Regions from separate parts of the Mus musculus genome. Here regions 1, 3, 4, 5, 6 and 7 are each linked to region 2. The links are chromatin contacts, called in public Hi-C, HiCAR-type, HiChIP or PLAC-seq and promoter capture Hi-C maps. All regions are on one chromosome and are shown on one strand. The core of a region is the stretch at or near the end of the contact, and the rest is flanking DNA. Distances in the headings are between cores, read along the strand shown.

Region 1 (2,741 bases), core at 139-2,638, 2.9 Mb before region 2:
GTGAGCACTCTCTTAGGTGAGGACCAGTGTGAAGGTAAGTAGGCCTCAGATAGAGCCACAGGAACATTTGGTTTCTTCCATTCAGTTAGGAAGGATGACTGCATGGAGCTGTGAGTCACGCCATGTTACACTGGCTGCAAAGGGAAGAGAAAGAACCACAGAGGGTATCTACAACCAGCTATGGTGGGGAACCCACCAGGGACCAAGCCACCTCTCCAGCCATGCCTTAGAGATTAAGGATGAGCGTTGAGAAGAGGGCACGGGGCAACTCTGTGGACTCCAGGTTAAGATGGGGACGAGGGTTGACTGCTGGCCACTGGATTTGGGGAAGATAAGTTTGTGCTAACCTTGGCAAGTTTGGATGCAGGGCAGAATTGGAGTAAAGAATAAAGAGGAGACCATGGTAATCTTCTGAAAGGAAGATGACCTCACATTGGCCTCCAACATGGGCTTGACTCTAGGGGAGTCTCTGGAATGTTATATGCCATCTTAAAGAGGGCACTTCACCTCTTCCCCCCCTCCCCCCACCCCCGTGACAGGGTTTCTCTGTGTATCTTTGGCAGTCCTGGAACTCACTCTGTAGACCAGGTTGGCCTTGAACTCAGAAATCCACCTGCCTCTGCCTCCCAAGTGCTGGGATTAAAGGCACCACTGCCAGGCTCACCTCTTCTCTTCTGACTTTGCTCTTCTATGACCCAGGGTGTGTGTGTGTAATGCTTTGTGCCTTAGGGTTATCTGAGACTCAGCATAGTTCCACAGTATATGCTAGTAGTCATCAAAAGATCTAGGAGAAGAGAACATTAAAAATGCTTTTCCAATTTTTCCAGTGCTGCTGGACAATCAACACCGTTCCTGTTTACACCTGACAGGTGAAGCTGGAAGCCACAAAGGTCAGAGACAGGCCCAGGACTCTGGCGAGTGGGATGGAGTTCCATTTGGATAGTGATGGGGCCTGGACCCTGGTGGGGTGCCTATAAAGTAGAAAGACAGTCTTCTGGAGGGAAGTTCACGAGTCCCTAGCAGAGTGATGGGAGGTGTTACCTTGGTTCCTAATGACTTTCTACTTGGTTCCATGCACTTGCCAAGGCTGGTGATATGTTCCACTTCTTGCTATCCAACCACTCTATGCACTTTCCTGTTTGTTTAAACCAGTCAGGTATTTTTTTTTTTTTTTCCTTTTAGGTAACACGACCTTTTCCTGTCTGTCTTAGCCTGATTTTGCTTCTTGGACAAAATACACAGCTATTTACTTGGCTCATGATTTTGGTAGCGGGAAGACCTAAGGAGCATAGCGTTTATGTGTGCTGAGTGTCCTACTGGCTGTGTCATAATGGGGGGTGGGGGGGGAGCATCACACAGCAGCCGGTACAAGAGGGTGTGGCTCTATGGACAGAGAAGAAGCCAGACAGCGGGGAGGCTGGCTTCATCCTTTCCAGGATGCCTAGGAAGAACCAATCAATACCTGGGAGACGATACATCTCCTTTCCACGTTACACGGGGACTAAAATTTCATTCCAGAAACTTCTGGGGTGCAGACACCTTCCAAAGCACAGTCCACAGGACAACTCCTGTACCTTCTTAAGCCTAGGACACCGTTAGGATATGTTTGAACCTGACTTTGGATATACTAAAACATGTGGCAATATGTTAAATACAGGGTAAGCTAGGCAGGAAGTTTTCTACTACAGATATTTCATACAATCTTAATTATTCTTGTGGTCAAGAATCAATTTATCCCTGGCCTATAAACTCAGCCAGAGAAGGTCAGAGTTCAGAGAGCACAGACAGACCTTCTGAACCTGTCACTTTGACATGTCTACCACCAGAGGTCAGCACCCCTCATGTCACAGCCAACAAACCGGCAGGCTGACTCTGCAGAGGCTCACTTTTAAAAGCCCCGAGATTCTAGGGAGAAGGAAAGGCTTCATAGGCTCTCAGTGCCTCCCTGGATTCTCCATCCTCATGAAAATTTAATACCACATAGAAACTGTGCACCTGTTCATGTATGGTGACGCCACGGAGGGCCAGACTGCTGCAGTGCCCAAGGTGTGCCATCTCCACAGAGAACCCATCTTCACTCCCTTTAGGCAATTCCCTCCCACCAGGTAAGAATAGTGGGCACAGTTTTTTGTTTGTTTTCTTTCCCCCTTTTTTTTTTTTTTTTTTTTTTTTTTTTTTTTTTTTTTTGGTACACTGGTTATTGGATGCTCTGGAGTCTGACTTCCAAGGAGGAATGGAAAGCAAGCAAGTGGTTACCAAGCGCCAGGCCTGTGTTTGGCAGATACAACCCATAGTGATAGCAATACTAAAACAAAGCTTCAGGAGCTCTGTGGATTGATTACCCAAGGAAAGGCAGCCAAGTCTTCACACGCCAGGGCCTGAGCTCCGAGATGTTTTACTTTCCCAGAGTGGTCCCTGCTCGCTCTGGTGCTCGCGATTTCTCTCTCACACGCTCTGTGTGTGTGTGTGCGCGCGCGCACATTCATGTAAGCATGCATGTTTGGGTGCATGTATGGGTAAGGGCCAGAGGTGGCTACTGGATGTCTTTTTCCATTGCTCTCCACCTTAGTTTTTGAGATAGGCTCTTACAGTGAATCTTGGCAATTCATCTCGTCTGGTTGGCCAGTAAGCTCCAGAGATCTGCCTGTCTACGCTTCCCCAGTGTGCAGGGATTACAAACCTATATTACCATGATTATATATTACCAGATTTTTATATGTGGGTGCTGGGGATTGAGTTTA
Region 2 (2,700 bases), core at 70-2,569:
TAACACTCAACACCTCCAGCACCTCCACCTGTTGTATTTGTAGGACTCAGTATTCAAGGGCACTCTTCTACGGCACTCCGTGTACCAGGCCCGATGCCCAGACTGTACTGGGGTGCTCACCACCTGTGAGCTTCCTCAATCTGTATTACAAAACTTAAAGAATGGGTGCCCTGGCTCTAAACCTTTTAAAGAAGGCACTATTTCAGAATACAAGGGCTTACAAGGGGGATTTTTTTAAAGCACTCAGATTTCACACATAGTTGGGCAAACAGCGCAGCTCAATGTGTTCTTGGTTTTAAGTGACATTTAGTCCAAGGCCCTTATAAGAGCAAAAGTCCTAAAACGAAGAACAAGAAAGGGTAAAAGAAGAAATGTGGTGGTAGTAGTGGGGTGATCGGTACTAGAAAAAGTCAGCTACAATCACTGATCACACAACCGAAGACCCAACGGACTTTGGTTACTAGGATACAAGTATGAGTCTCTGGAAAGCCAAGCTCAGTGGCTCTTGGACAATTCCTTCCTTAGGACCCGTTTAGCTTACATTACCAGACACCGAAGGCGACACAACTGTAAGCATAGTTTAGAAAAGAAATGTTTGGGGCACTGTCCTGAAGATACCACGATCACAGCCACTGTCCTGTGGATGGATTCAGACCCACGATCACACGCACGAATCACGGTGACCGTGTAAGCAAGGGTACCTTCCATACCTACCGTACAATCCACCCTAAGGGAAAAATCAGGGGCCGGGAGGACAGGCCCCTTGGCAAGGGACACGCTCAGCAGGGCCCCGGCAAGATGCTCGGCCGGCCGCTGCGCTAGGTCGGTGCTCGCGAGGCCCTTCCCGCGGCCCTTCGCTGCCCGGCGTGCCCCGCGGCTCCGGCCTGGGGTCCTGCAGGGCGCGCGCGCGACGAGGCGGGGGCGTGCGGGGGGAATGGCCCGGCAGAGGGGCCCCGCGCGGGCGGTACCTGCGGGTCGATGTCGCCCACCGCGTAGTACTTGACCTCGCGGAATAGCTCCTCTGGAACTTCGGGCGCCGGCTCCGACATGATCGCGGCGGCGCGGCGGCGCCCGGCCCCGCGTCACCCGGCCCGCCGCGCCCAGCGTCGTAGCTCTGCCTACTGCCCGGCGGCACAGCCCGGCCCGCAGCCGCAGCTGCACTCGGACCCGCGCCCCCGCCCGTCCGAGGCCCGGAGCGCGGGAGCCGTGCGCGCCCTGAGGCACGTACCACCACACCAGCTCGGCAGGGGAGTATGTGGGACCCTCCCGCCTTGCGCGCCGCACAGCGCTCCTTACACCACCGCTTCGGGCATCAGTGCTGATGGTCTACAATAGTTCGTACGGCACATGGCAGCCTTGTCCCGGCCGAGTTTTCACGACCGAGAACCGAGGACACAGAGAGACTATTTCCCTCACATGGCCGCAGTGGACTAGCCAGGGGGCGGGTCCTGGGCGGGACTCCCGTCACCCCGTGCGGCCACCTGACAGCGCATGCGCCAAGGAGGCGGAGCCTCGGCACGGAAGGGGACCTGAACAATCCAGCGTTCGCTCTTCAGCTGTCGCCAGCGCTGCTGTTGGACAGCACGCGATCCGGCCCAGAGTCAGGCAGACCCTGGCTAATGGTTACTTTCCTTCGTCTGCCCCTTCCGCATCTACTGAGGTAGTTGGCGGGGAACTGATCTTCGATGAGGCAGGTTAAGAGCAAAGTAGGAGCCGGCGACATAGCTCAGCAGGCAGACATCTGCCGCCAATCTGAGTTCGATCCCTGGGACACACGTGATGGCAAGCAAGAACCGGCTCCAGCAAGTTGTTCTCTGGCCTCCACAAGCACACTGTTGCGCACACACGTACACACATTACACACACACTCTCTAAATAAATGTACATTTTTCTACGTGTATTGGAGTTTTCCCTGCATGTATGTATCTGCACCCTGTGAGTGTCTGGTGCCCACAACAGTCAGAAGGTGGCTTCAGGATCCCCTGGAACTGAAGTTACACGACACGTGGGTGTTGGGAACCAAATTTGGAGATGCTGCAAGAGAACCAAGTGTTCTGAACTGCTGAGCCGTCCAACCCTCGGTCAACATAGTTTTTAAAGGTAAACAGCAAAATCTATAAAAATTATCTTAGCAGATAATTATATTAAATATGGATGTGTAAAGTTACAGGAAACAATGACAAGCTGAAACTGCTGTGGGGCGCTCGCAGAATGACAAGTCCCGCAACTCGTGATACTGCTCTTTAATCAAGTTTTGTGTTTTCTGTGACCTTCATGCAGATAGAGTGTTGTTCTTTTTTTTTTTTAAGATGTATTTATTATTATAATATGTACGTACACTGTAGACACATCAGAAGAGGGCATCAGATCTCATTACTGATGGTTGTGAGCCACCTTGTACCTTGTGGTTTCTGGGATTTGAACTCGGCCTTTGGAAGAGCAGTCAGTGCTCTTAACCGCTGAGCCATCTCCCCAGCGCCCCCCCCTCCCCCCCGGGTGTTGATGTTCTTATAGTCTCAAACGAACTCAGAGCAGAGCCATTTTGTTTTACAGCGATCAGAAAATAAGCACCCTGTTTAAGTTGGATAAACTGAGTTCAGTTAGGTTAAAAACAAATGGCTTGGCAATTAGGATCATTTACTGCTCTAGCAAAGGACCCAGATTTGATTCCTGACATCCACACGGATGTTCACAGCCACC
Region 3 (2,748 bases), core at 173-2,672, 2.4 Mb after region 2:
CAACCAAGTGCAAACAGGAGACATAGAGATCGATGGATCTTTCTTTCTTTCTTTTTTGGTTTTTCCGAGACAGGGTTTCTCTGTATAGCCCTGGCTGTCCTGGAACTCACTCTGTAGACCAGGCTGGCCCTGAACTTAGAAATCCACCTGCCTCTGCCTCCCAAGTGCTGGGATTAAAGGCGTGTGCCACCATGCCCGGCTCTTTTCTTTTTTTTAAAAGACAGGGTCTCACTGTGTAGCCCTGACTGGCCTGGAACTATGTAGACCAGACAGGAACACAAAGACCCACCTAATATTAAAGGTGAATTAGCACCCAGTCCACTTCACTTTTTTTTTTTTTTTAATTTTTTTTTTTTTTTTTTTTGGTGGGTAGCAATTTTGGCTATTTACACATAATCGATCTATGGAGGTTTTTAAAAAAGTAGAAAAAGATTCAATCAATTAAATGCCAGGGGAGGGTAAGAGAAGTAAATTCTACACGCATCCCTTTTTTTTTGTGAGGAAAATTAAAGTGAATTCACGTTACAAACTAAAGTCTGGGAAGTAACTAGTATCAAGTATGATACACAATGAAGTTACATTTGCCCTTACAGATTTGGGATGTCTGGGAAAAGGCTGTTTTCTAACAACACCCCTTTAACCCTTTCACTGCCAGCTTGAAAAGGAATGCAGTTCCTGGAGCCTGACTGGGAATCGACAGAAATGAGATTAGAAATAGTTTCTAAGTGATCAAAAATTTTTTTCCTCATCAAAATTTCTTTGCCTAAGTCGGAGAACCTCCAGTTTCAACCTTCTATACATTCAAACTAAGATTACTGAAGTGGGAGAGCTGAGTTCTCTGGGGGGGAAAAATGGTTTTGACGGAAAAGATCAAGGAGTGGCATTGATCTGTAAGGCTAGTAGTCAATGTCACCGAGAAGGCTGATAGATATCTCTTATGGCGACTAACATGTAGTAGAGCCTCAAAAATGTGACAGGTCTTACTTAGTCCTCCGAACTTAGCGGTGTCAGGGCCAAGACAAACATTAAGGGAGACAAGAGGGGCGTGAGCTCAGGGCTACAGCAGAGACCTGCGCAAACTGCCAGACTAAGTGGAAAAGACTCAGGAAAGTTAGGGGAGAGCCTGACACTGCCGGAGCAGGGCGAGAGAGGGTGTGACAGTTCCTTTACAAGGACACAGGAAATAGGGTCTCGGAACAGTAGCCCCATTTCCACGGGTCCCGGGAAAGGGGTGGGAGGCAGACAGTGAGAGGCAAACGCTGCTCCCCGCCGCCCCAGTTCCTGAAGGCACTCCGAGACTCTCCCGAGCCCTCTCCAGGCTCACCTCTGGAGCGTAGGATCCTGAAGGCAGAGAAGCGACTGAGACTGCCAATCGCCCGGGACGCCACCATCTTGAGCAGAAGAGGACGAAAGCTCTTCTAGTGGGGGGCAATGGAGCCGAGGGCTTTTCTTTTCTGAGCCTGTCCGGCAGGGTGTCCTAAGTGCCGCCTTACTAAAACGCAGACTCTGAGTTGCCACCCGTCCTGTCGCCCTACCTCTTGCTCTCAACTAAGCGAGCCGAAAGGATGATTTCTCTGAAGGTGAGACTAAGGACCTCCGAGGAGAGGGCGGAGTGTCTGACTTTCTGCTCAGGCGTTCAGCGGGCAGCCCGTAAATGCCGCGGTGATGGCGGGCGGGGCGAGAGGGGGTCCTTGCGGAGCGGGAGCCGCCCCTCGGCGTGGGCGGACGTTTGTCAGTCTGGACTTGACCTTGTTGGCAGCGGCAGTTTTCGCGGACTCTAAGGTGCGGCAGCGCGCTTCTCGGTTTTCTTCTGATTTCCCCACAGGCAGGTGCCACTTTGCTCCCGACTCTTCTCGTCGATGCCCGCGGCCGCTTCCCTTTGCTGTGAGGGTCGAAGTCCCAAGAGCGGGACAGGCTGGTCCAGGCCTCCAGTGCGAACCGCCTCAGGGCGGGCGGTGGTCGCGTTCTCGCGTAGCTCGCGGCAGCGGTGTCTTCTGTCTGCATTTGTCACTTCAGGTTTACGAATGGATTGCGTGTGTGTGAAACGCTGGGCTGTGTCAGAGCGGTGTCGTTTCCCCTGTTGTTGACCTGTCTAGGCAGTCTGGCGGCTGTAGAGATTGAGAACGCGTCGTTAAGTGCGGGTCTCGGGGGTGAAAGCAGCCAAGACAGTCCTCCAGTCTGCTTGGTGATCCAGGGTTCACGGACATTTTCTAACCCAGCAAACATCTGGGCAAACCTGCCACCCCTCACTCTTTTTTCTGTGAAGTAGCCGTAGCTAGTGACTGAGACTGCGCCACAGGTGGTAGAATTAGTCTAGAACCTAAGTCTACTTTTAATTGAGAGTTCAGCTCTTCTGGGCGCCAGGGTGTGAGTTGTTTGTTTTGGTGCTGGAAAGATGAGCCCTGAAATAAACTGATTGTTTTCAAAAGAAAGTAAAGTCAGCTTCCGGTGTGTGCACCATTTTGTTTAATACGCACAAACCCCACGTTTCATTTGCACTTTCGGTGACTTGACAGGCTCAGAAAGATTATAATACCTTCTCTGTGGCAAGCCAGGATTCAAACAGAAGTGGCACTTGCTAGTTAATTGATTATTCTGCCACACAGGAAAGAAATGGCTAAAATGATTCTAGAAAGAAAGGAGCGTCCTGTTTTAAAGCTCTAGTCAAACTAAGTCTTCCACCACCAAGAACACTTTAAGCTGGTACTAAATGACCACTTCGGAGTAAATTGCAAAAAAGGAACCCTT
Region 4 (2,971 bases), core at 451-2,950, 2.9 Mb before region 2:
AAACCCATTGCCATTTCAAAAATTACAATAAAATCCAGACTGGTAGAATATTCTCTTGCATTGAAAACAGGTAACCCTGATACTTGTGACTTATTTATGCCTTGCATTCAAGATTACTATCTTCAATTAGTTATCTGATTAGAGGGTACTCAATCAACAGCCAAGTTACATCATGGTCTCATTCTCCAAATTTGGAGGGAATTCAGAAAACAGTATGGTGACTCAGACAACCAACACTGGTTACATCAGGAGTTCTATCTTGGTGTGAATGGATTCACCGTAATTTTGTGCCTGTTAACTCTAGGGTTGCAATTGTTAAAGCAGTCACCTACTCTTTCCTACTATGAACACCTCAGCACTGCACTATGCACGTGTCACCTTTCCACTCTAGGCACTCCCATCTGTCACACTGTCTCCGATCTTCCATTCCCTTCCTAAGGAGTTTCTCCAGTTCTTGAGGAGAGAAGGTGAAAAGTAAGCAGGCCCTGACTGATCTTGGTCAAAGAGCACAGAGCCGGGCACCAGCAGTGGAAAGCAGGGTGAGAACGCAGAATGAACCGCCTAGCAGGAGCCCATCCAGTGGGGAAGGTGTTCTACTGCCAGACTCTCCACTCCTCAGTGGTCCCTGTCAAACGCACATTTTCTGGAGACAGTTACATCTTTCAAACAGCACTAAAGATGAACGTGACAGTCCCCTGTTCCGGTCGGTCAAAAACAATAAAGCCTCACCCTGCAGCGTGGTTAAGTTCAAATGTCCTGTATCACACGATGGACTGAATACTACTGTCTGGACACCGCGTTCCCTCCCCACCCCACCCAGGACCACCTCTATTCGGCAAAAAGGTGATTACTAGGAACAACTTTAAATGTATGTCAATCGCTTGGTGGTGGTGTTAGGAAAACAAACGGGCTTTTGAATTACTTTAACAGCCTGGTTCCAAGTGCCTGGCCTTGTTTCTCCTCAAAGGGGAAAAGAAAAATAGGACACATTAGAGACGTCTTTCTCCTCTTCCCTGTGCTGGCTGCCAGATGCTACCTAGCTGGCCTGTGAGGGGTCCAGTCTAGGTTTCTTGGAGGCGGAAAACTTGGTAGCCAAACGTCTTGAAGTTTCCCTGTTTTCTTTAAAAGGCTTAACTTCTTTGCAGATGGAAAGGTCACAAGGAGAGGTTTCCTTTGTTGAAATGCCCGGGGCTTGTGGGATTGGGGAAACGGGTGGGGACAGACCGTGCTTAGAGAAGGCGGGACAGATGCGGGGATCCGACTAGGCTGCTCCGGGCCGCAAGACTCCCGGGCAGTGGCCCGCGGCTCCTACGCCGAGGGAAGGACGCGGCCGCCTCGGCCTGCCGCCCCGCCACCTGTCCGCCGCGCCTGGGGACAGGGGAAGGCGCCGCCGCCTCCACTCAAAATGGAGGTTATGAAACGCGCGCCGCCCGCCCGCCCGCCACATGGCCGCGCCGCCACAAACTTCGCAGGCGCGTCCGCGTCCTGGGGCTCAGCCCCGACATCGCCCGGGCCGCCACTCACCCACAGACCGGTAGCCCAGGATGGCGATCTTCCGGGACTTGGACTGAGGCATCTTGGTGGCCTGCTCAGCCCCGACCCAACCACATTAACCGCGGCGGCGGCGGCTCCTCCGGCTCAGACTATCGGCGGCGGCTGCGCCGGGAGAACGCGGCATACAGAGCACGGCGGCGGGCGCGGCTGCCTCTCGCTCGCTCGCTCGCTCGCTCCTTCTCTAGCTCGCTCAACCGCCCGGAACCGAACGCGCGGGCCCTCCCCCAACAACACACCCACGTGACCGCGCGCGGCCCCGTCTGCGCCGCCTCCCGCCGCCGCCTCCCAGCCCGGAACGCGCGGGGGAGCGTCGGGGAAACGTTTTACTTTAAAGGGAAAAAGCGGAGACGCCCCAAAGCCCCCGGAAAAGTCACGACCGAAACTCGCTGCGTCATGACCCTCCCACCTACTTCCGCCGCTTTTTAATTACGACAATCCTGCCCGAGCTCTGACTGGACGGCTCCCAGACTGCCGCGCGATGACGCAATGGAAACTCCGTCTTCTATTGGGGATTGGAAGGGTGGAGCCAAGGAGAGGTGCCGCTCAGCGGGGAGCTAAAAATAAATTCTGTCTGCTTTTGCTCGGCGGGGCGCCTGCGTGGTCCAAAAGCGTGGCCCTACCGGCGGGTGGGCGGGCGGGCAGGCAACTCCTCAGTGATTGGCTAATGTGGGTGCGGGGGCGGAACCAGAGGCGTGAAGCACGGTGATTGGTGAAGTGCTGAGCCGTTGGCCGACTTGCGCCTGCCGGCCCTTAAAAGGAGCGAGGCGCGTGGCCCTAGCTGACGGACTGTAGGTTGGCTGACACCTCGCTTCGCACTTGTCTATACTTCAAATTACCGTCCTGCTATGTTAGCTTTAGTCTGGGCTTAACGTGGGTGGTGACTAAGCTTTATTCGTGGCTGAGGAACTGTGGGAAGAATGAAATCTGTGCAGCTCGCAAATGTCAGAAATTCCATTAAAAGCAGCGCGAGCTGACCAGTCCTGGTGCCGACTCGGGCAACACGCCGGGTGGCACGCACCTCGCACAGACAGGCGCGCGCGTGGGAGTCCTGCAGCCAGATCAGTGCGTCTTTTCATACTGAACACTCGAGAGGTTATTTCTGGAGAAACGTGAAAGTCAGCCATTGTCAAAAACGCCGAGGAAAAGGAGGAGGCTTAGCTGTCTGGTGTGGGCGGGCCATGCCTGAAAAGGGAAGGCTGTCATATTTTCTACAACAGTCGTACAGGCAGAAAGCTCTTGTTTCCAGAGAACTAGAGGAGTTGAGATATCCTCATATTGAAGAACAGGGTGGAAAGCTAGACCCTAGGCCTAGTTCATCGAAGTCCAAACTAAAGGCTAGGCCTGGAAATAAAGGTGCCAAGAGAGAACAGCACACTTGTCCTTAATTTTTTGCCCTTCACAATAGACTTATTTTTAT
Region 5 (2,835 bases), core at 130-2,629, 2.6 Mb before region 2:
TCTTTGTGGTTTCCTGAGAGGTTTAGCTGAGTAAGGAAAACCTACCTGGAATGTGGGTGGCCATGGAGCAGGGATCAAATAAAAAGAAAAAAACAAAACAAAACAAAAAAACAAAACAAACCAGGTTGTAAGATGAGCACCAGCCTCTCTGGGCCTCCTGAGGGTGAAGTGTCACAGGCTACCTTAGACCTCTGCTTGCCATGGCTTACCCACCACAGCAGAGGCTGTACCTCACACTGTGGCCAAAATAAACCCTTAAGTAGTTTCTGTCAGGAACGTTGTCACACATACAGGAACAATAGCAGACACATGGTTATGGCATGACAATGCTTCTGTTCTATTGCCCTCTCGTGAGAGAGTCATCCCTTAAACAACCATGAGTTCCCGTTAAGATGCTGTGTGGACAAGAATGGGAACTATGAAAAATGCTTTCTTTGGCATTGAGCAGCAACTGTTTGACTGAGGGCAATGGCCATGGAAGGACACAGATAAGGGCCATCAGGATTTCAGCCTTAAGGATAGACCTAGGTAACCTCACAGAGCATCCTACAGCCTCACAATACTAGTAAGTATTTGGCAGGGCCACATATGAGTTAATTTTGTGCCACTGTGTTGACAACTTAAAGGGAAAAGAGTTATTTTGGTTCATGGTTACTGAGGGTTTATTGCATGGTTGCTTGGCCATCGCATTTGAGCAGAACATCAGGATGACAGCAGTATATGGGGTAGGTTATTTACTTCATGATGGGCAGGAAGCCAGAAGGAGACTTGGACAATTGGACCAGGTAAGACCCTCGGACATCCCTGATCCTTCTCCCTCTAGATTGACCCCCACCTCCAAAAAGTTTCTACAATCTTTGGCAATTGCACCACCAGCAGGCACCAAGCTCCACATAAGCCCCAGTGGGGCATTTCAAGTCAAAGTCGGTCACCACAGCCAGTTAATGCAGGAGGGAAGTATCCTGGGTTAATGCTAGCTAGAACAATTTATTGGTTCAGGAGATGCTGCTTTCTTAAAAATAAGGGACGCAGAATTTTCTCCTTACATATGTCCCATTGCTCTACCAGACATCACGGATTTAAAAAAAAAAAGTCTTGGCTGAATAGCATGGTGAGATAACAGGATTAATATAGATACCCGTCAATGTAAAGCAGCATTAATGGACCAACTACCAAAACCTTACCATTCTGTTTGATCTGCTAAATTTCCTCACATTCTCTCCAAGAAAAAGTCGTCCCCTCATCTAAGCTTCTCTCTGGAGTGAACTTCACTAAGGCCCTATGGGACAGAGCTCAGCTCCACACTGGGCGGGGAGGAGCCCGGGCCTCGTGACGCCAGGCCGCGGGCGGTGACGTCATCCTCGGAGGCGAGGGCGTGCGTGCGGTGACGCGTGCCGTGACGCGAGGGCTCCGCAAGGCTGCGTGTCGTGGGCCGCGTCGCGCGCCGCGGCTCGTGCGGCTCGGCCCGGGCTGTGGCGGGAGCGGAGATGCCGCAGCCCGTGCCCTGGAGCGCCGCTATCCCGGCCTGCGGGTGTCGCGGTGAGTAGCCGGCCCGCGGCGCTTGACCCCGCGCGGCCTACGTCGGCGCCTGAGCGTGGGCTGCGGCCTGAAGGGACGCGGCTGCTGGAGCAGGCTTGGTGGCCTGGGAGGCCAGAGCTGCTTCCGGATTCAACAGCAGTGATGGGTACTGCGCATGGCCGTTCTCTCGGTGGCCGTAACCTCCAGCCAGTGTTGTGATTTACTAGAAAAAAATACCGATTTTATCTTTATTGCTGTTATTACGGTCAGGATTTAGACCGCGTCGGTACAGGAGGCTGGAAGACAGAAAGGATGCATGTTTCTTTGCAGTATGCTTGTTAAAAAAATTACCTTTTATGGTTTTCGTACACCCCAAACTAGTGCTTTAAATATAAATATAGGAAGACCCGCCACCTGTCTGTCAGATCTTGTCCTTTTACTTTGAGAGCCATCATGTTGGTTGGTTGCTTATCTTCAAACAAAAAATGAGACCCTGGAGACGCTTTCTAGTCCGTGGGCCCAACAAAACAGTTACTTCAAACTTATTTCTTCTTTTATTTGAAATAATGCTTTAAGAAAAACAGGAAGTAAGCCTTTCTTACCCTCAGCATGTGCCTGCCACGGAGCTCTGCAACTGAAATGTCACCATACCGTAGTCTATAGTTTTCATTTGATGGCCCTGGAATCAAATCTCTAACATTTCTGTGCTGTTTCTTGCCAGGTTTCTTAACAATTTTATATTACTATTTTTCTTGTGAAGTATAATTAACATGAAGTTTATTGATTATTTTACTAGTATAGTTGAATGGCATCGGGTACATTCACAGTGTTGTCTTAACAGGCAGTGCCATATATTTCCAAAATCAATCACTCAGGACAGACATTATAACATAGGGCAGGGACTCCTGCTCTTCTTCAGTCTCTCAGTTTACCTGGTTTAGATACTTCATTTGAATTGGAATCCATGGTCTTTCCTTTATCTGTATCTGTTTGAGGCTATTCTTGGTTGTCAACTTGACAACCAAAAATGGCTAGACACAACTGTGAGAGATTTTTGCTGAATTAAATCATTTGAAGTGGGGAGAGCATTTCTAATCTGTATCTTTGAGGTGGGAAGATCCACCTTTAATCTAAGGCCACACCTTCTGCTGGCAGCCTTTACAAAGGCTATGGAATAAGGAAGCCCCCTCTTTGCCTGCTTGCTCTCACCCATACTTGAAAGTCCATATTCCTTCACTGGCATTAGAGCCTGTTTGTATGCTGGATTCCAGTGTATGCTGAAGAACAGCCGAGACTTCCAGCTTTGTGGATGAGCAA
Region 6 (2,700 bases), core at 33-2,532, 2.1 Mb before region 2:
CTGCGAAAGGGGCAGTGACCCACAGGTTGGAACTGCTGCCCTTGCTAAGTTCAGACCATACCTGAGCTGCTCCCTCCTCAGCAGCAAACCACTGAACAGTCCTTACAGTGCCAGTTCAGGGGCTGGGAACGGTAGCTCTGGTGGCAGATCCCATGCCTAGGAATCATGAAAGCCTGGATTCCATCCTTGGCAGTGGATAACAGGGCACTGTAGCACACACTTGTAATCCTAGCATTCCGGAGGCAGGACGGTCAGAAGTCGAAGGTTAGGGGCCAGAGAGATGGATTTCAGTTAAGAATGGGTTTTGCTCTTACAGAGAACATGAGTTTGGCTCAGATAACTCAATTGCTAATAACCCCGGCTCCTGATCATCTGACACCTTTTCCTCTGGCCTCCAAATTCATCTACACACATGGGTACATACCAACCCACAGACACACATTCATTTACATAATTTCTACAAATAAATAACTAGGACAAGGTTATACTCAGCTGCACGGCAAGCTCAAGGCCAGCGTGAGCTACCTGGATCCCCTCTGAATACATTTAAGTTAGCTCCTCCTACAATTTGTCTTACCCTCTTTTGGAGAGGCATGCTTTTACCATATGCTGTATATTTTACAGAAGCTTCGATTATTACATTTTGTTTTGTGAGAGAGGGTCTCACTATAGAGCCCTGACTGGCCTGGACCTACCTATATAAAGGCTAACTTCAAACTCATAGAGATCTGCCTGCCTCCGCCTCTTTAGTGCTAGGATTAAAGGCGTGTACCACCATGCCTGTTGATTAATTTTGTTGTTGTTGCTTCTTATTCCCAACTCTTGGCTGACAGTACTCGAACAAGTAACACACGTTAACGTTTAACGGTTCCTGAGTGAAATGGCTTGCGTGGCTCTGGAGAGATAGACGACAGGGGTATTCTGGGATACAGAAGGCCGGATGCCACAAACAGGTTAGTTAGAGGTGAAGCAAGCTACCTAAATTTAGAAAACGTCTACTGATGCCTCAACTGGTGGTCCTCCCTTCCCCAGCTCCTGCTGCACGGCTCGCCATCCCTGACCGGTTCACTGGCGGCTGTCGCGCCGCCCCACGGTGGCCCTGGGCGCCGCTCGGCGACCTCCCCCTGTAGTGCGCGGCCCTCCCGTCGCCCCGCGGCTCTCACCTCTGTCCCGGATTCCGCTCTGCGAAAGTCGCTACACATCGCCCGGCCAGCTCCGCGGGTTCAACCTACCCGCCAGCAACGCCATTTAGCAAAAGCGCGAAAGACGCAGCCAGTCAAAGCAATGACCCTGTGTGCGCGTGCGCACTGTGCGGGCTCGGAGCCAGAGAAGCCGAGGGCATGCGCAGTAAAGCTGCGGCGCCCTCTTGGTGACGCCAGTCTCCTGCGTTTCCTTTAGTCCTTATGGTCCTTATGTTATCTTCAGTTACTCATCTCGACGGGTCTTTATCAGGCAAAATTAACATGTACGTGATTTCTAAATCTTATTTAGTTTTTTGTTTTTGTTTTTTAGAGACGAACTTCCTATGTAGTCGTGGCTGTCCTGGAATTCACTATGTAGACCAGGCTGGCCTCGAACTCACAGAAGTCTGCCTGCCTCTACCTCCTGAGTGCTGGGATTAAAGGCGATCACCACCACTGCCCGTGCTTACTTGTTCTAAAGAAACTTAAAGTACATCTTCCTGCCACGGTTGTGTATGCCTGTGATCCTAGCACTCGGGAGGCTGAGGCAGAGAATCACCAAGAGTCGGATCAGGCTATAGTTTGGGCTGTAGTATGAGATTGTGTCTCAAAGGTACTAGGACAAAAGTTTACTGATTTGGGCTTTTGGTGTGTCAGTGGTCCCAACAACTCCTGAGGCTGAAGCCAGATAATAGTTCGAGCCCAGGAGACTACTCTGGGCAGAACAGCATAACCAGATTAACAGGAGAAGTAACACCGTTACTGAGCAAGCTCGCTCTTCTTGTCCTTTCTTGAGGCAAAAGCCTATGACTGGCTGTGGTATTTATAGATAACTGGGGTGGGAAGAGAAAAATGTATATTGAATTGAAAAGAACTGTGGAAATACACTGAGCCTGTGAAGTTTTCAAGCTCTTGGTTTGGTTAGGTTTGTTGTTTGCCTTTTGTTTGTTTTCTTTCTTTCTCTCTCTCTCTCTTTCTTTCCTCCTTTCTTTTCTCTCTTTTCTCTCTTTTCTTTCTTTCTTTCTTTCTTTCTTTCATTCTTTCTTAGATATTTTCTTTATTTACATTTCAAATGCTATCCCCAAAGTCCCCTATACCCTCCCCTCGCCCTGCTTCCCAACTCACCCACTCCCATTGTCTGGCCCTGGCATTCCCCTGTACTGGGGCATATGATCTTTGCAAGACCAGGGTCTCTCCTTCCATTGATGGCCGACTAGGCCATCCTCTGCTACATATGCAGCTAGAGACACAGCTCTGGGGGAGGGGTACTGGTTAGTTCATATTGTTGTTCCTCCTATAGGGTTGCAGACCCCTTTAGCTCCTTGGGTACTTCCTCTAGCTCCTTCATTAGGGGCCCTGTGTTCCATCTGATAGATGACTGTGAGCATCCACTTCTGTATTTGCCGGACACTGGCATAGCCTCACAAGAGATAGTTATTTTCTTTTGTTTGTTTTTCTCAAGTTCTAGAAATACAGGCCAGCAGCACTCCTATGAGATTCTAGGCATTGGCACTTTAGT
Region 7 (3,049 bases), core at 117-2,616, 2.3 Mb before region 2:
CACGTAAACCAAACAAACAGCCTATCCATAAATGTGCTGACTTCTTCCTGCAAGTCCCAGCGCACCCTTCCACCGCCAACAGTTCAATGAGAATATCATACAATGAAATGAGTAAGCAACACACGCCATTCTGCAACTTTGAAAGACGGTCACCAATCTTCCGCAGCACCCCGAAGAGCCACTATTGCTGATCAACTAACTCATTGGCACTAAAACGGTTTCCTTAATTTTCAAGCCAAGTTGCCGAATAACCACTTTTTAAGACAACACTTCTTGCCCAGTTCATCCACCCGGCACAGTCCTCACGGACGCTCAAAAACAATCGAAAGCCATTGCCTGCCCAGCTGGAGTTGAAGTTACTCGTCCAGCGACGTTTAAAGCTGTCTCCCCTAAACAAAGTGCTCTGGGCCGTCAGCGCCGCGGAACCCGGCCGCGTTCCCGAAACTCCGACTCGCCCGCTTACACCTGGGCCCGTGCGATCCCGAGCGCCGGCTGCGGAGCCGGGCGGTGCGGTTCGGGGCGGTGGGGGATGGGGAGGACAGGCTCGAATGGCTTCCTAATGTATCATTAAGAAGCAAAAGCACCGGTCTGGGAGCAAGAAAAGTTAAAGGAGCCGCGAGCTGACAAAGAGCGCCGGCCGCCGCACCCGGACCACCCGGCCGCGGCGTTTGACAGCTCCGTCCCTGGCGCCCACAGCTTTGTGGCTCCGAGAGGCCGGGCCGGCAGCAAGCTGGGCGTGCTCGGCGGGGCGTGTGCGGACGCCGGGCTAGGCCCTGGGGAAGCCGCCGGGCGGTTCTCCCAGAAGCGAGGCCGAACTCCAAAGTAAAGTGCGCGGCGCGGCCGGCGGGACCTGCGCGGGCGCCGCCGAACCGGGCCGCGCCTGGGCCGCCCCGCCCCCACCGGGCCGGGGGCCTGACAGCTCCGGGCCGCGCCGCCGCTGGCCGCCCGCCTGGCTCCCTCGCGCTCAACTTACTTCTTTCTGGCTCTCTGGAAAGGGGAAGCGCCATCTTTGCGAGGCCGGCCCCGAGGTCTTTTGTCTGCGGCTGCGGGGCTCGGGGCCGGGGCTCCGGGCTCCTCGGGGGGTGCTGGCGGCGGCTGCTGCTGCTCCGCGCTCCGGTCCTCCTCCGACGACATCCTAGTCACCAGGAAAGACACATGGATCCCCGTCCTCCTCCTGGGGGGCTCCTCCCGCCGCAGCGGCCGCAGCCGCCGCCGCTGCTGCTGCTCGAGTTGCTCCTCCCCGGCTCAGCCTCTCGCATTTCCCGCAGCCCCGGGAGCAGCAGCAGCAGCAGCAGGTACCGGGAGAGGCGGCAACATGGAGCTAGCAGGACACGCACTCACACACATCGGCGCGGGCGCGCGCACTCGGCGCGCAGGGGCCGGCGGGGGGCGGCGGGCAAGCGGGCGGGGCGGGCGGGGCCGGCCGCGCGGGGCGGGGCGCCGCGGCCAAGGCTGGGGCCGGCGGGGCCGGGCCGGAGGGCGGCGCCGAGCGGGGCGGGGCGGGGCGCGACGCGAGGGGCGCGGGCCGGGGGCGGCCGCAGGGGTCTCCGCCCGGCCCCTCCCCCAGGCCGCCCGCGGCGGGAGGAGAAAGGGCCGCGGAGGGGGGCGGCGGGCCGGGCCGGGCCGGGGCGGGGCCAGCCACCCCTCCCCCGCGCCGTCAGCCCGTCAGGCCCACGCCGCGGCGAAGTTTTGACAGCTGCTCCAGTTGTTGTGGTGGGTTCCGGGGTGGTGCGAGCGCCGGCCCCTCGGTCGCGCGCTGGCGATCGCTCCCTCACACACTGCTCGCTCACGGCGTTCCCTGTGGCTAGCTCCCTCACGCTCGGTTCAACGCACGGCTAGCTCTCGCTCTTCCCTATCGTTTGCCCGCTCTCCGGCCGGCGCTTTGCTGCCTCACGCTCAGGATCGCTCCCTCACGCTAGCTTTCGGCCCCATCAAGCTTGGCTCCCTCACGCTGGGATCCCTCTCGCTCGCTCGCGAACGCTCCCCCACGCCCGCTCTCTCTCTGGGGGCAGCAAAGGAGGAAGTTTTGCGGCTGTGCGTTCACCACACAAACAACACACGCACACGGCAGTGGCCGTCGCGCGAGGCCTGCACCCGGGTCCCCCGGGGCGACCCGCACCACAGACCTCTCAAACTCGCCGCCGGCTCGCCCACACACAGGCGCCTCCCGCCCCCGCCCCCAGCGCGCTGCTGCCACTCACGGGGCTGAGTCCGCGCATGCGCCCCGCGCTACCCGGCCGCCGCCGCTGACCTCACCGCCCCTCCCCCGCCCGCTCTGACGCGGCGGTGGCTGCAACTCGGGCTCTGGCGGGCGCTAAGCTGCGGACCGGGCATCCGGGATCAGGGTCCAGCCCGGCCGGAGGAGGGGGGAGGGATCGATGTAAACACTCCGGAGCGTGCACCCGCGTGCGGTGCGCGCACGTGCGTCCGCGACCCCCTGCGGGCGTGGGCCGCTCCAGGCCTGGCGGAGTCCCACGTAGGCTTCCCTAGTGCGGCGCAACCGTGGCAGGACAACGTTAGATCCTAACTCCAGCTGTAGTTTCTCCGTCCGACGTCATGTTTTAAACACCGTGAGACCGGAGGCTGCCGTACAAAAAACCAAGCGGACAGGTTGAGTGGGAAAAAAATGTCTCTACACCGAGAGAAATGCATCAGCGTGAACGTTGTGTGTGCTCAAGATTTAAAAATGGAAATACTGCTAAGCTGTTTCCCATTAAAAAAAAAAAAACGATTCGTTAAAAATGGGGCCAGAATTGCCCAGGACGCCGCGTTTCGTTTGCACTATGGATTGCCTTGTAGGAGTGAGAAATAGTAGAGATGGGAAAACGGATCTGTGGAGCGGCGTGGAAGGCTTAGAGTAGCCTGTCAGGCGCTGAGCTGCTCGGAGCCTGGAATCCGAGCGCACTTTGCGATCAGTTCTTTCCATTCTCAACAGTTTCAATGCTGGGCAAAAAGAATACACTTGTTTCTAGAGGTCCTGTTCACCTTCCTGCCACCCAATAGCCAGGCTATTAACATTGAACTGGGCTTCGCATCTGGATCAAACTTT

Evidence for each region. Promoter capture Hi-C pulls out the DNA fragments that hold promoters and counts their contacts. Hi-C and Micro-C count contacts between places; a contact is called where the count stands out from the background. HiCAR-type assays count read pairs that join an accessible place to other places. HiChIP or PLAC-seq counts read pairs in DNA pulled down with a chosen protein or histone mark.
Region 1: a promoter capture Hi-C map of liver shows a contact between it and region 2, with 2.6 times the contacts expected there. The contact joins the promoter of Prkag2os1 here to the promoter of Paxip1 in region 2. A contact is called at or near these places in 2 of 39 promoter capture datasets (liver and pre-B cells) and 1 of 484 Hi-C or Micro-C datasets (B cells).
Region 3: a HiCAR-type map of astrocytes shows a contact between it and region 2, with 4 times the contacts expected there. The contact joins the promoter of Hadha here to the promoter of Paxip1 in region 2. A contact is called at or near these places in 2 of 39 promoter capture datasets (hippocampal neurons and pre-B cells), 1 of 484 Hi-C or Micro-C datasets (CD4 T cells), 1 of 115 datasets of contacts at active chromatin or transcription factors (astrocytes) and 1 of 9 other capture datasets (liver).
Region 4: a contact with region 2 is called in a promoter capture Hi-C map of liver, with 4 times the contacts expected there. The contact joins the promoter of Rheb here to the promoter of Paxip1 in region 2. A contact is called at or near these places in 3 of 39 promoter capture datasets (cranial neural crest, liver and pre-B cells) and 2 of 115 datasets of contacts at active chromatin or transcription factors (astrocytes and thymic regulatory T cells).
Region 5: a contact with region 2 is called in a promoter capture Hi-C map of pre-B cells, with 4 times the contacts expected there. The contact joins the promoter of Galnt11 here to the promoter of Paxip1 in region 2. A contact is called at or near these places in 1 of 39 promoter capture datasets (pre-B cells) and 1 of 115 datasets of contacts at active chromatin or transcription factors (astrocytes).
Region 6: a contact with region 2 is called in an H3K27ac HiChIP or PLAC-seq map of large pre-B cells, with 5 times the contacts expected there. The contact joins the promoter of Xrcc2 here to the promoter of Paxip1 in region 2. A contact is called at or near these places in 1 of 484 Hi-C or Micro-C datasets (CD4 T cells) and 2 of 115 datasets of contacts at active chromatin or transcription factors (embryonic stem cells and large pre-B cells).
Region 7: a contact with region 2 is called in a Hi-C map of B cells, with 7 read pairs. The contact joins the promoter of Kmt2c here to the promoter of Paxip1 in region 2. A contact is called at or near these places in 3 of 39 promoter capture datasets (the C10 cell line and liver), 1 of 484 Hi-C or Micro-C datasets (B cells), 2 of 115 datasets of contacts at active chromatin or transcription factors (astrocytes and large pre-B cells) and 1 of 9 other capture datasets (liver).

The regions. Positions count from the first base shown.
Region 1 is chr5:24,901,181-24,903,921 of GRCm38.p6, forward strand. It overlaps Prkag2os1 (protein kinase, AMP-activated, gamma 2 non-catalytic subunit, opposite strand 1), which reads left to right and starts at 1,389. Exons shown (of 7, transcript NR_040684.1): 1 at 1,389-1,658; 2 at 1,985-2,105. The region is part of intron 5 of Prkag2 (protein kinase, AMP-activated, gamma 2 non-catalytic subunit); the gene reads right to left.
Region 2 is chr5:27,790,231-27,792,930 of GRCm38.p6, forward strand. Paxip1 (PAX interacting (with transcription-activation domain) protein 1) reads right to left here and starts at 1,320. Exons shown (of 21, transcript NM_018878.3): 1 at 969-1,320. The coding sequence starts at 1,049.
Region 3 is chr5:30,153,558-30,156,305 of GRCm38.p6, forward strand. It overlaps Hadha (hydroxyacyl-CoA dehydrogenase trifunctional multienzyme complex subunit alpha), which reads right to left and starts at 1,423. Exons shown (of 20, transcript NM_178878.3): 1 at 1,325-1,423. The coding sequence starts at 1,391. Hadhb (hydroxyacyl-CoA dehydrogenase trifunctional multienzyme complex subunit beta) reads left to right here and starts at 1,696. Exons shown (of 16, transcript NM_145558.2): 1 at 1,696-1,782.
Region 4 is chr5:24,840,661-24,843,631 of GRCm38.p6, forward strand. Rheb (Ras homolog enriched in brain) reads right to left here and starts at 1,701. Exons shown (of 8, transcript NM_053075.3): 1 at 1,525-1,701. The coding sequence starts at 1,576.
Region 5 is chr5:25,221,493-25,224,327 of GRCm38.p6, forward strand. Galnt11 (polypeptide N-acetylgalactosaminyltransferase 11) reads left to right here and starts at 1,380. Exons shown (of 12, transcript NM_144908.4): 1 at 1,380-1,539.
Region 6 is chr5:25,704,515-25,707,214 of GRCm38.p6, forward strand. It overlaps Xrcc2 (X-ray repair complementing defective repair in Chinese hamster cells 2), which reads right to left and starts at 1,283. Exons shown (of 3, transcript NM_020570.2): 1 at 1,164-1,283. The coding sequence starts at 1,202.
Region 7 is chr5:25,497,417-25,500,465 of GRCm38.p6, forward strand. It overlaps Kmt2c (lysine (K)-specific methyltransferase 2C), which reads right to left and starts at 1,367. Exons shown (of 59, transcript NM_001081383.2): 1 at 974-1,367. The coding sequence starts at 1,134. It overlaps 4831440E17Rik (RIKEN cDNA 4831440E17 gene), which reads left to right and starts at 2,381. Exons shown (of 1, transcript NR_030700.1): 1 at 2,381-3,049.